2 separate regions of the Mus musculus genome follow, and region 2 is linked to region 1. Evidence: chromatin contacts called from public HiChIP or PLAC-seq data. All regions are on one chromosome and are shown on one strand. Each heading gives the region's core, a stretch centred on a gene start, on an enhancer-like site or on the middle of the called end of the contact. The rest is flanking DNA. Distances are from core to core; before and after follow the strand shown. Region 1 holds the start of C1qtnf2 (C1q and tumor necrosis factor related protein 2). Region 2 has its middle 77 kb from the start of Il12b.

Evidence for each region. HiChIP or PLAC-seq counts read pairs in DNA pulled down with a chosen protein or histone mark.
Region 2: a contact with region 1 is called in an SMC1A HiChIP or PLAC-seq map of the NIH/3T3 cell line, with 6 times the contacts expected there. The contact joins the enhancer-like site here to the promoter of C1qtnf2 in region 1. A contact is called at or near these places in 2 of 39 promoter capture datasets (embryonic stem cells and hippocampal neurons), 1 of 15 datasets of contacts at CTCF or cohesin (the NIH/3T3 cell line), 6 of 484 Hi-C or Micro-C datasets (cerebellar granule neurons, embryonic fibroblasts, embryonic stem cells and 3 more) and 1 of 9 other capture datasets (liver).

Annotation. Positions count from the first base shown.
Region 1 is chr11:43,470,872-43,475,995 of GRCm38.p6, reverse strand. It overlaps C1qtnf2 (C1q and tumor necrosis factor related protein 2), which reads right to left and starts at 1,690. Exons shown (of 4, transcript NM_026979.5): 1 at 1,609-1,690. It also overlaps the pseudogene Gm12151.
Region 2 is chr11:44,320,302-44,325,278 of GRCm38.p6, reverse strand. No RefSeq gene overlaps it. Among named protein-coding and RNA genes, the nearest start is that of Il12b, 77 kb to the left of the region's middle. Within about 2 kb of position 1,723, at least 56 of the 459 cell types and tissues checked have an H3K27ac peak or open chromatin away from gene starts, as enhancers often do. A contact at or near this core is called in the NIH/3T3 cell line, embryonic fibroblasts and ventral hippocampal neurons, where this site is marked.

The sequences.
Region 1 (5,124 bases), core at 441-2,940:
CATAAACACACACACACACACACAGAAAACACACACATGCAGACACAAAGAGATACATACATATACAGATATATCCATACACAGAGACATACAGATACACAGACACAGATACATCCACATACATACAGACAGACAGACAGACACACACACACATACATACACACACACAGAAATTTCTTGGGGGATCTTGCTGACTTCTTCATGGAGTCAAGTAGCTTCAAAGATGACTTTGAACTTGTGTAAAGAGTTCTGATTCACCCTACTGGAACAAATGTCATGATCTGGGAAGCCGTCGCACGTTCGAGTGTGCTTTGCTAGTTAAATCAGAAAAGGGCAGAGGCGATGTCTGGAGAGATGAGCAAGCAGAGGGGTTGAGTTAGTTGGTGGTGGAGAGCGGAGTAGTGATTGTAGCAACCAGATACCAAATAATCCTGTGTAGATGGGAGAGCCGAAGTAAAACAGTGGGAAGAGAGATTTTTAATAATTCTAAATGCCTTTGTCATTATTAACGCTGCTGGTCTGCTGTGTATAGTTTCTGGCAGACAGTCATTTACGGGAAGGAGCTCTGGAATGTTGCAGACCAGTTTTATGGTCACGGCAGAGGAGCACCACACTGAGATGTACGAAGGCCTTCGTGTGTTACAGAAGGAACTGGATGGGCTGGGAGACCACCATCAGCCACTGTGATAGTTTGGGTGTTGAGGTTCCTGGAGTGGATCCCAGGGCAGTGGTGGTAGAAAATGTGAACTGTATAGAGATACAAATGAGGCAAGGGCATTTGGAGTATGGCTCTGCAGGGAGAGAGCTTGGCCAGCATGGACAAAAAAAACCTGGGTTTGCTCCCTGGAACTGAATAAATCCGACGTGGTGACACACGGGGAATCCTACCACACCATTGGCAGGGGCAGGAGGAGCAGGAGTCAAAGGTTATCCCTCAGCTACATAGTGAGCTCAAGGTTGGATGGGCCATAGGAGACCCTGGCTCTAACGAAAATAAAGACGAGGCTTAGAGACGAGGAGTTTGATGAAGCAGGGGGAGAGGAGAGAATTGTGAAGAATTTGATGTAATTTTCTGACTGTCATTTACTATAGCTTTCTGAGCACAATCTGCACCACCCTTCTCCCCATTTTAATGTATTTAAAGAAATGTCCAGAGATAAAGAGATAATGAGCCCTATTGAGGTTAACTCTGTGAACCCAAGCGTCCAATTTGGACACAAAGAGTTAAGTACCTTTGCTGCCGGTGCAGCCCAGAGCCTGTCCTTAAAGTTAGTTCCTCCTTTGAAGATAGATAAGTCGTTGTCATGGAAACGAAAGCACACAAGTTCAGGGCCTGAGGGCGTGGTACCAAATAGGTTCTCAGTAAACCTCAGGGCTCTTTTCTTTCTTAACCTGCGAGCCAGCAGTCAGAACCTGGCACATGGCATGCTCCTTAGAAATGTTTGAATCCGGGCTGTAATGCCCGAGGGAGGCAGAGGTGGAGAGGGGCCCATCCCGATGTCTATCCCCATCCCGGGGCGAGCTCTCTGCTACCTCATCTCGCGCCTGCAGCATCCAAGGTTCTTCCAGGTCCGCCCCACTCTCTGTCCTGAGGGGCACTACACTCACCTTCTGTGCACCGAGCCACATCCAGGGCCATCCGACGTCGCTGCTCCGGTGGTGTTCAGTCCTGCCTGCAGCAGCCAGAGATGCCGGCCCCAGGCATAGTTTTCCCATCCCGTCATGGGCGGGAGTGCCTTCCTTCCCGGTCACGTGCGCTGGCTAGCAGCTGGCCTTCTTTTTCCCTTCGGATTTTAGAAAGACTTTTAGCGATGGGGGCAACTTGGGTGTGTCGATGCATTTATGTGTGTAGAAGCTGTCAGAGCATTTGAAGGTTTAGTACACGAGTCGTTGTTATTGCGGTGTTCGCCAGTGTCTGCAGAGCCATCTGTGTGTACACGTGGGCATTTATCTCTTGGTGGATCCGAGGCTGTCTCAGGAGAGAGCATTTCCTTGTTCACTGAATGTTCGTGCACTGGACAGTGATTATAAGGTATACATACATGTTTTGTAGTAGTAGTAGTAGTAGTAGTAGTAGTAGTAGTAGTAGTAGTAGTAGTAGTAGTAGTAGTGTGTGCGTGTGTGTAGGTTATGCATTCAAATATACGTCAGACCCCAGTATGCATGTGCAGATTCATGGTGAAGACTGAGCTGAGTGTGTAACTGGGAGTATACTGGGTGTGTCTGATAGTGGCTAAGTATCTGTGTGAGGTGACATTGAGTGTTCAGTGGCTTCTTTTCTGTATACACACACACACACACACACACACGTACACACGTACACACGTGAGGATTTTCTCTGGATGTCAATGTCCACACAGATGGGAACATATATGTCCCTGCCCTCATCTCTCTCTCTCTCTCTCTTTGTCCTCTGCAGATGAGTTTCTTCTTTATCCTTCTGACTCTCAGGTCTACCTCAAGTTATGGAGAGAGAGAGAGAGAGAGAGGGAGAGAGAGAGAGAGAGAGAGAGAGAGAGAGAGAGAGAGAGAGAGAGAGAGAACACCCTGGGTGATCTCAGCATCCAAGACATCAGAGAGATCTCAGTTAGATAACAAGCAGACACTAGAAGAAGAAACACCAAAGGCCTGTTATTAGCACCTCTCCCTTCCTTCCTCTGCTCCCTTCTTCTAGCTCCTAGTATTCCCCACTGAGCAGCAGGAGCATCTGGCTAACAGCTGTCACAAGATGCAGACTTTACAGTCAGAATTTTAATGCAGAAATGCCTCCAAAGTCCAATGCTGATTGCATTCCCCTAGACACGTCAGTGGACTGCATAGACAGTATTTCACTTTCAGAGATGTCAGAGGAAGAATAATGATCTCACCTGCACCTGCCTTCCTTCCCTTAGCTGTGACACTCACCCATAAGACACTTAGGAAGTTATCAAGCTATGCAGAGATCAGTATTGATATTACATAAATTTATAATTTGTAGTGATCATAAATGTTATATTAATACCATCATATATATTAGCATTATATTGCATAATACAAAATAAGTAATGATACAAAGACATGCTAGTGGGCTCAATGTTTATTCAACAAATTAAAAGATTAACTTACATTTATTTATTTATTTATTTATTTATTTATTTATTTATGTTTATATGCATGTGTGTGGAGGTCAGTGGGTCTCAGACTGGCCATGCCTACAAGATAGACATGAGTCCAAGTGAACCAATTCACCCTCCCATGTGATCTTCATGAAAGGTACCATGCCTTTAATCCCAGCACTCAGGAGGCAGAGGTAGGCGGATTTCTGAGTTCGAGGCCAGCTTAGTCTACAGAGTGAGTTCCAGGACAGCCAGGGCTACACAGAGAAACCCTGTCTCAAAAAACAAAACATAACAAAAAAAAAAAAAAAAACAAAAAAAAAAACAAAAGAAAAAAGAAAGAAAAACAAAAAAGAAAAGAAAGGTACCGATTTTCTTCTGAAGTATTAACTTCAGAGACATAGTCCTATTGTCCTTGAGCCATAGCTTCATGCCACTTGGAAAGAACCTGCTTATGAAAAGAGACAGTGACAGTCTCACATAAGAACTGGAGGGGACAGAGTGCCATGGCTACTTTATTAAAGCCTTTGTTCTGATACTTGTAATAGTTGTGACAGAAGTCCTATTCTCTTACTCTTATCCTCTCTTTAAACTAGCTTCAATGAGTTCCTGTCAGTAACTATAGAAGGAGACTCACTGCAGTGTCTGCCTCCCATACCCACTTCAAACCTTTCCTTTTGTGTGAAGTTCTTTCAATGTGAGATGATGTGAATGAAGCCATTTCTTTGAATTATTAACTGGTGGTCTACTGGGTCCCCACAACCTCTCTGTGCCTCTCTTCTGAACTCTAACAATGCTGGGTTGGTAGTTTGACATATTGTAAGGGGGGGACAATAAATAATAGAAATCACTAGTGTGAGCCAGCCTCTAGCCTGCTTGCCTGAAACACCACTGTCTAGAGCCCTTCTCAGTTGCTCCTCCCACTGGCTAGAGCCACGTCCCGATTTGTGTACCCCTTGCTTATACCAGGTAGGCAAGCATGCCCTGGTCTAGGCTGCGTCTGAGTTTTTAGACTCACTAAGGAGGAAAGGTCCTGCAAAAGAATTCAGGCCAAGGTCCCCATTGCATGCACAATGCCACGAGGCCCAGAGATGGCTAGTTGCTTGATAGCTGTGGAGCCGGTCCTTTGACTTACACCCATAGCTAAAATATGGATTACTCTCTTTGCCCTTTTCAACTCTTCCTTCATTCCACCCTTGGCACACAAGTGTCTACACACCATTATTGAGTCATTCCAAAAGCTAGTGGCCAAGACCCAAGAACTCAGATGTTCATTGTCAGTAAAGGGCTTAGTGTTGTAGAAGCTCTCCAGAATGAGGTCACTCCACATGGGGTGTCAGGAATGAATCAAGGGCAGGGAGACAGCAGTTGGTGAGGTAGGCATGCTGCCATTGTAGAGCTCCTGAGTGGGTGGGCCTGGGGAATTGTACTCACGGTTGTAATGTCATTTGATTGAAAAGGTCAAGTTAAAAGGCCATGGGGTTGAAGCAGACACTAGCTTCCTCTGTCACTGAGGATGCAATGAGACAGTCATTCAGCACAAAAGAAAATATGTAGGTTTATGTGACATATAAATTTTGTTTTGGTGTTGTTTTTGGACATAGCAGTTGAGGAATTTGTTCTGGAAGTGTGCCCTATGTCTTTCGACCCGCTGAACTGAGAAAGAACTTTAAACAGTTAGGGAGGAAGTTAAATAAGTCAGCACACACTTGTATACAAACAACAAAAGCAAAACTGAGAAGGGAACACAAAATATCCCATCTGAGTGTGGTGGGTGATGCAAACCTTTATGGCAGCACTCAGGAGGTCGAAACAGGGGGATTAGGAGTTTGATTCACTGGATTTCCAAGTGAAATGCTGCACACACACACACACACCTAACCAACCAACCAACCAACCAACCAACCAACCAACCAACCAACCAGCCAACCAGCCAACGAACCAAAACAAAAAATAAACCCCCAAAACAAACAAAAAAACAAAGCAAAACAACAACAACAAAAAGCAAAATTTCATGATGGGAACTGTA
Region 2 (4,977 bases), core at 474-2,973, 850 kb before region 1:
CAGCTGCCTCTGTGGTCACCATCTAGTATGTGGGTGCATGGAGGTGGCTTCATGGTCAAACACTCCTGGGGCTCCTAGATCCTCCAGTCACAGGTGACAAGATGAAAGGGCCTGAATGTTCATCTCTTTTCTCTGTTCTGTAGGATGGGGTTGAGATGCCTTCTAGAACAGAATTCTGGGGTGAGTTTGGTGAGGATGAGGCATATTGTAAGTCACTCAGACCATCCTTGGAATTCTGAGAATGCTTGCTGTAGACAGTCTCTCCCAAAATGAGTGTATTGGTGTTTGTCCCACCCCACATGGTCCCCTTTGTGGTGGTGACACTCCTTCAGTAAGTACTTGATTTAGAGTCCCAACTCGTGAACCTAAGAGCATCTTTGCAACTGCCTCAGCCAACAGAATGTGACAAAGGGGACATGGCATGACCTCTGAGCACAAGTGATTGAGAATCTGGGGACATGTCCTCAGGGAGCCAAGATATAGGATATGAGATGTCTGTTTGCTTCATAACCCTCATGCTCATGAGGAGATCCCACAAAGGGTGACATCCAACGAGAGCCAGCTCTTCTTGTGCTAGGCCTTCCCATCTTCCCTTCCTAGGCAGCAACTGGAGAGTACAGCTTCCTTCCCATCTTGTCTGCCAGCCTCAGACCTAGCCCTAGCCTCAGCTTCAAACCATCCCATATGATTTTGAACAGAGCAAAGATAAGCATGTCCTATCAAGATTTCAGGTCTGCGAACACATAGACCTTTAATCTGGGTTAAGCCTTTACATCTTCAGGTGATTTTTCCTTGAGAATTTTGTATAATATGTTTTGATCACATTTACCCTCTGCTACTCCTTCCAGATCTACACTCCCCTTCCCCACTTGCCCACCTTTGTCTTTTATTTTATTTTATTTTATTTTATTTTATTTTTAACATATCAAATCCAAATGGCATCACTCTTATGCTCTTGGATGTGTGGCTACTGGGGTTGACTGACCTATAAGGCTATAACCTTAAAGAAAACTGATGCTCCGCCTCCTAGCAGGTATTGATTACCCAGAGTCTCTCAGCTAGGGGTTGAGTTTCATTCCCATTTCCTATCTTCATGCTGGAATTTTATCTGGCTTGAGCTAGCATAGGTTTTGTGCATACTGTCACAACAGCTGTGTTGTGCATATGTGCGACCACCCTATTGTGTTGAGTGATTTTTAATGCAGCATTGGGACACACTAAAAAAAAAGGATTCAGGTTTACATGGTACTATGTAGGGGAATAAACAAAAGTATACTCTCCTTATATTCAAAGCCTTTTCTTCAACCTGTTGGCAGTGTAGTCCTTGGCAAGGATCTCAATCCCTCAGTTGTCTCATCTGTATGATATGGACTGACTGTGGTTATAGCTTCAGAAGGTTATGGCGACAGTAAAATAGAAGTCCATTACTAATGCGTGGCAAGGACCTAATGTCTGCCTATGTTGGGGTTTCAATTCAAACAAACAGTCTGACCCCAGACTACAATCCATTAAACCATAGCCCATGATATTCTCTCCAATTTCTGAAACCTATACCAGACAGGAACACCCGAGTATACCCCAGTGCTCATGGTAGGACATGATTTCTGGTCCTCCCTGGTCCCTGTCTATTCTGTGGTCCTTGGTGGGTGTTGCTCAGTGCTGCAGGCTGTATCCTCACTTCTCTTTTATGAGCACAAGATTACGTTGGCTTTTCTGGCAGTCACCTCATGGTGTTGACTCATCCTGAGTTGGCAGTGAAAACCCTGGAGTGTTCTTTACCACATGTGCTAGCATCCAGCTGCATTCCTTCTCAGCTAGGATTGGCACAGGGGGAGACTTTGGAAGCCAGTCTGCAAAGCTGCCTGTCTTGTTCCCTTTGGATCACTGTTATACCTGCCTGGTAAAGAGTCAAGCTGATCAGCTGGGTCCTCAGAGACATCCTGGATCCTTGTAATAAGTCTTCCCCCCACCCCCCTTAGGTCAGCCTGACTGGTATTGATCGCAATAAAAGAGTACAGAAAGACTAACCTCTGGTCTGCTTGTCCAGGAGGAAAGATGGGGTAAGGATGTCAGGGGACAAGACTGAGAAAGCCATTGTGATAGTTTTTATATGCTTGGTCCAGGGAGTGGCACTATTTGGAGGCGTGGCCTTATTGGAGTAGGTGTGTCATTCTGGGTGTGGGCTTTAATACCCTTGTCCTTGCTGCCTGGAAGCTTGTCTTCTGCTAGCAGCCTTCAGATGAAGATGTAGAAATCTCAGTTCTTCCTGTACCATGCCTGCCTGGGTGCTGCCATGTTCCCACCTTAGTGGTAATGGACTAAACCTCTGAACCTGTAAGCCAGCCCCAATGAAATGTTGTCATTTATATGTCTTGCTTTGGTCATGGTGTTTGTTCACAGCAGTAAAACCCTAAGACAACCATCATGGGGGACTTATGCCATGTGTCCACACTTTCTTAGCTTGTGGCAGTGTCGTCATTGGTCATGAACTTTCTGCTGAGTTTGTATATGGCCTTGTGATGATCAGTTTTGATTGCCAACCTGATGCAACTTAGAATCATCTGGGAAGAGAGTCTCAATGAGGCATTGTCTAGATCAGATTGACCTGTGGCAGTGTCTGTGTGTGTGTGTGTGTGTGTGTGTGTCTGTGTGTGTGTGTGTGTCTGTGTGTGTGTGTTGATGCTTTAATCAATGTGGGAAGATCCAGGCGAAAAGTGGGTGGTACCACTTTTTTTCCTTAGTTTTTGGCCCTGACTACATAGGAGTAGAGGAAGTGCATTACATCACAGGCATTTCTATCTCTTTACTCCAGGGTGCTTCAGGTCCTTACTTTAACTTTCTTGCAACAATGAACTAGAACCTGGAATTATGAGTGAAAGAAACCCTGCCTCCCACAAGTTGCTTGTGGTCAGGATACTTTAATCACAGCCACAGAAATTAAACTAGAATATGCTTGGACTCGATTGGTAGTCATCTGACTAGGATAGAGGACAGAGCTTCAGACAGGGCCCATGTTCTTAGAAGACTTGTGCTTCCTGAAGAGGTGGTTCAGGTAGCTTCCAGTCTCCCCAGGTTGACTATCACCCAACTCACATTTTTATTTTCAATTTGCCCACAGGGATCAAGTATTTTTTTTTTCTTTGCCTACTTTCTTGCTGAGCTACAACTTCTCTAAGTGATGGCCTTACTTGGTCATACTTGTGTGCCAATACTACATACTGTGCTTGCTCAGGTAGTCACTGGGTAGTCAGTGTGGTTATGGACCTCTGGGTGACTAGTACAGTACTGGGGCTTAACAACATCTCTTCGGCAGTCACTGGTGAGATCCTGACTCTTGTGGAGAGGAGATCACCAGGGGCTCTGCTTAGGCACTGTGAGATGCACAGTCAAATAAACACTGGTATATCCACAGTTCTCTGTAGAACAGTATCAAAGGACTGTGATGATGATGCCGTCAAAGGCTGAGCCGCCTCTGCACGTCCTGCTACCTTGTCCTTGAGTCCTCCAATTATGTCTTATTGATCTGCATCTTTCTCCTATTACTCCCCAGCCTGAGGCTCCTTTTCTATTCTGAGAACGGGAAGCTGTACCCTTAAAGATCCTTATTTATCGATGCCTAAATATTCAAAGCTCAAAGTGAATCAGCAACTTCCTTTCCTTCCTTCTTCTTTCTTCTTATGTCTTCCTTCAGAGAAGGCCTATAAACGGCCAGGTTGAACCAAAATGGGGAGTGGCCCACAGGAGGAATAAATGCTAAAATGAAAAAGCACATTGCTGAACACCTTAAAGTATTAGCAACTTAGACAATGGACAGAAACTTGCCCAATGGACAGAAACTAAGCCAATTGGAAGAAGTTTTTCTGAGCATACTGTGGAGAGGGAGTCCAGGATGTAGACAGAGTAAGACCAGAGGAGACACATCAGAAGCCTGGAGGGAAGGGCTTTGTGTCACACAGTTTTCTACTTCTTATAATAACTTGAAAGTGGAAAGAAATGTTTTGACTCACGGTTTCAGTGTTTTTAGAGCACGGTTGCCTGGCTCTGTTATTTCTGGGACTGAGGTAAAGGAAAGCATTTTGTCAGGGAGAGTGAAGTAAGTCATGCCTTCTTCTTTGTAGTGGCCAGGAAGACAAAGCTAGAGAGATGGCTTGGTGGTTAAAAACATGTCCTCTTGAAGAGGACCCAAGTCGGGTTCCTAGCACCCATGCTGGGCAACTCATAGGTGCCATTAACCCCAGTACTCCAGGGAGATTTGATGCCCTCTTCTGGACCCCGTGAGCACTGCACTTGCATGCATACACACAGAATTCAAAATAAAAATATTTTTAAAGTGGGGAGAGAGGGGAAGGTGTTGTAAACAAAACTCACCCCTCCAGGGCATGTTCCCTGTGACCTGTGCCTCTAGCCTATTAAGTTACAAATCCATAATGAGTTAATTCACTGATAAGATCAGGGCACTCATCATCCAATCAACTTCCATTCAACTCCCAAAGGTCCGATCCTAAACATGAGTGGACTGGGGCAGCCTTCGACGCATGGACTTCGCAGTGGGAACATTTTAGATCCAAATTACACCAGCTTTCACTGCTTTTTACCTTCTTTGGTGCTGAAGGAGCTCAACAGTGCCTCATTTTCAGAGTCTACCGTCTTTAGATTGAATTTCCTCGCTTTTGGTTGCTCCCCCTCCCCTTCCCCCTCTTCTTCTTCTTCTTCTTCTTCTTCTTCTTCTTCTTCTTCTTCTTCTTCTTCTTCTTCTTCTTCTTCTTCTTCTTCTTCTTCTTCTTCTTCTTCTTTTCTCTCTCTCTCTCTCTCTCTCTCTCTCTCTCTCTCTCTCTCTCTCTCTCTCTGTCTCTCTCTCTCTCTGTCTCTCTCTCTCTCTTCCTGAGACAAGGTCTCACGTAGCCCAGACTAGCTGCAAACTTACTATATAGCTAGGAATGACCTTAGACTTCTCCTCAGTCCTCTTGCCTTTAGCTC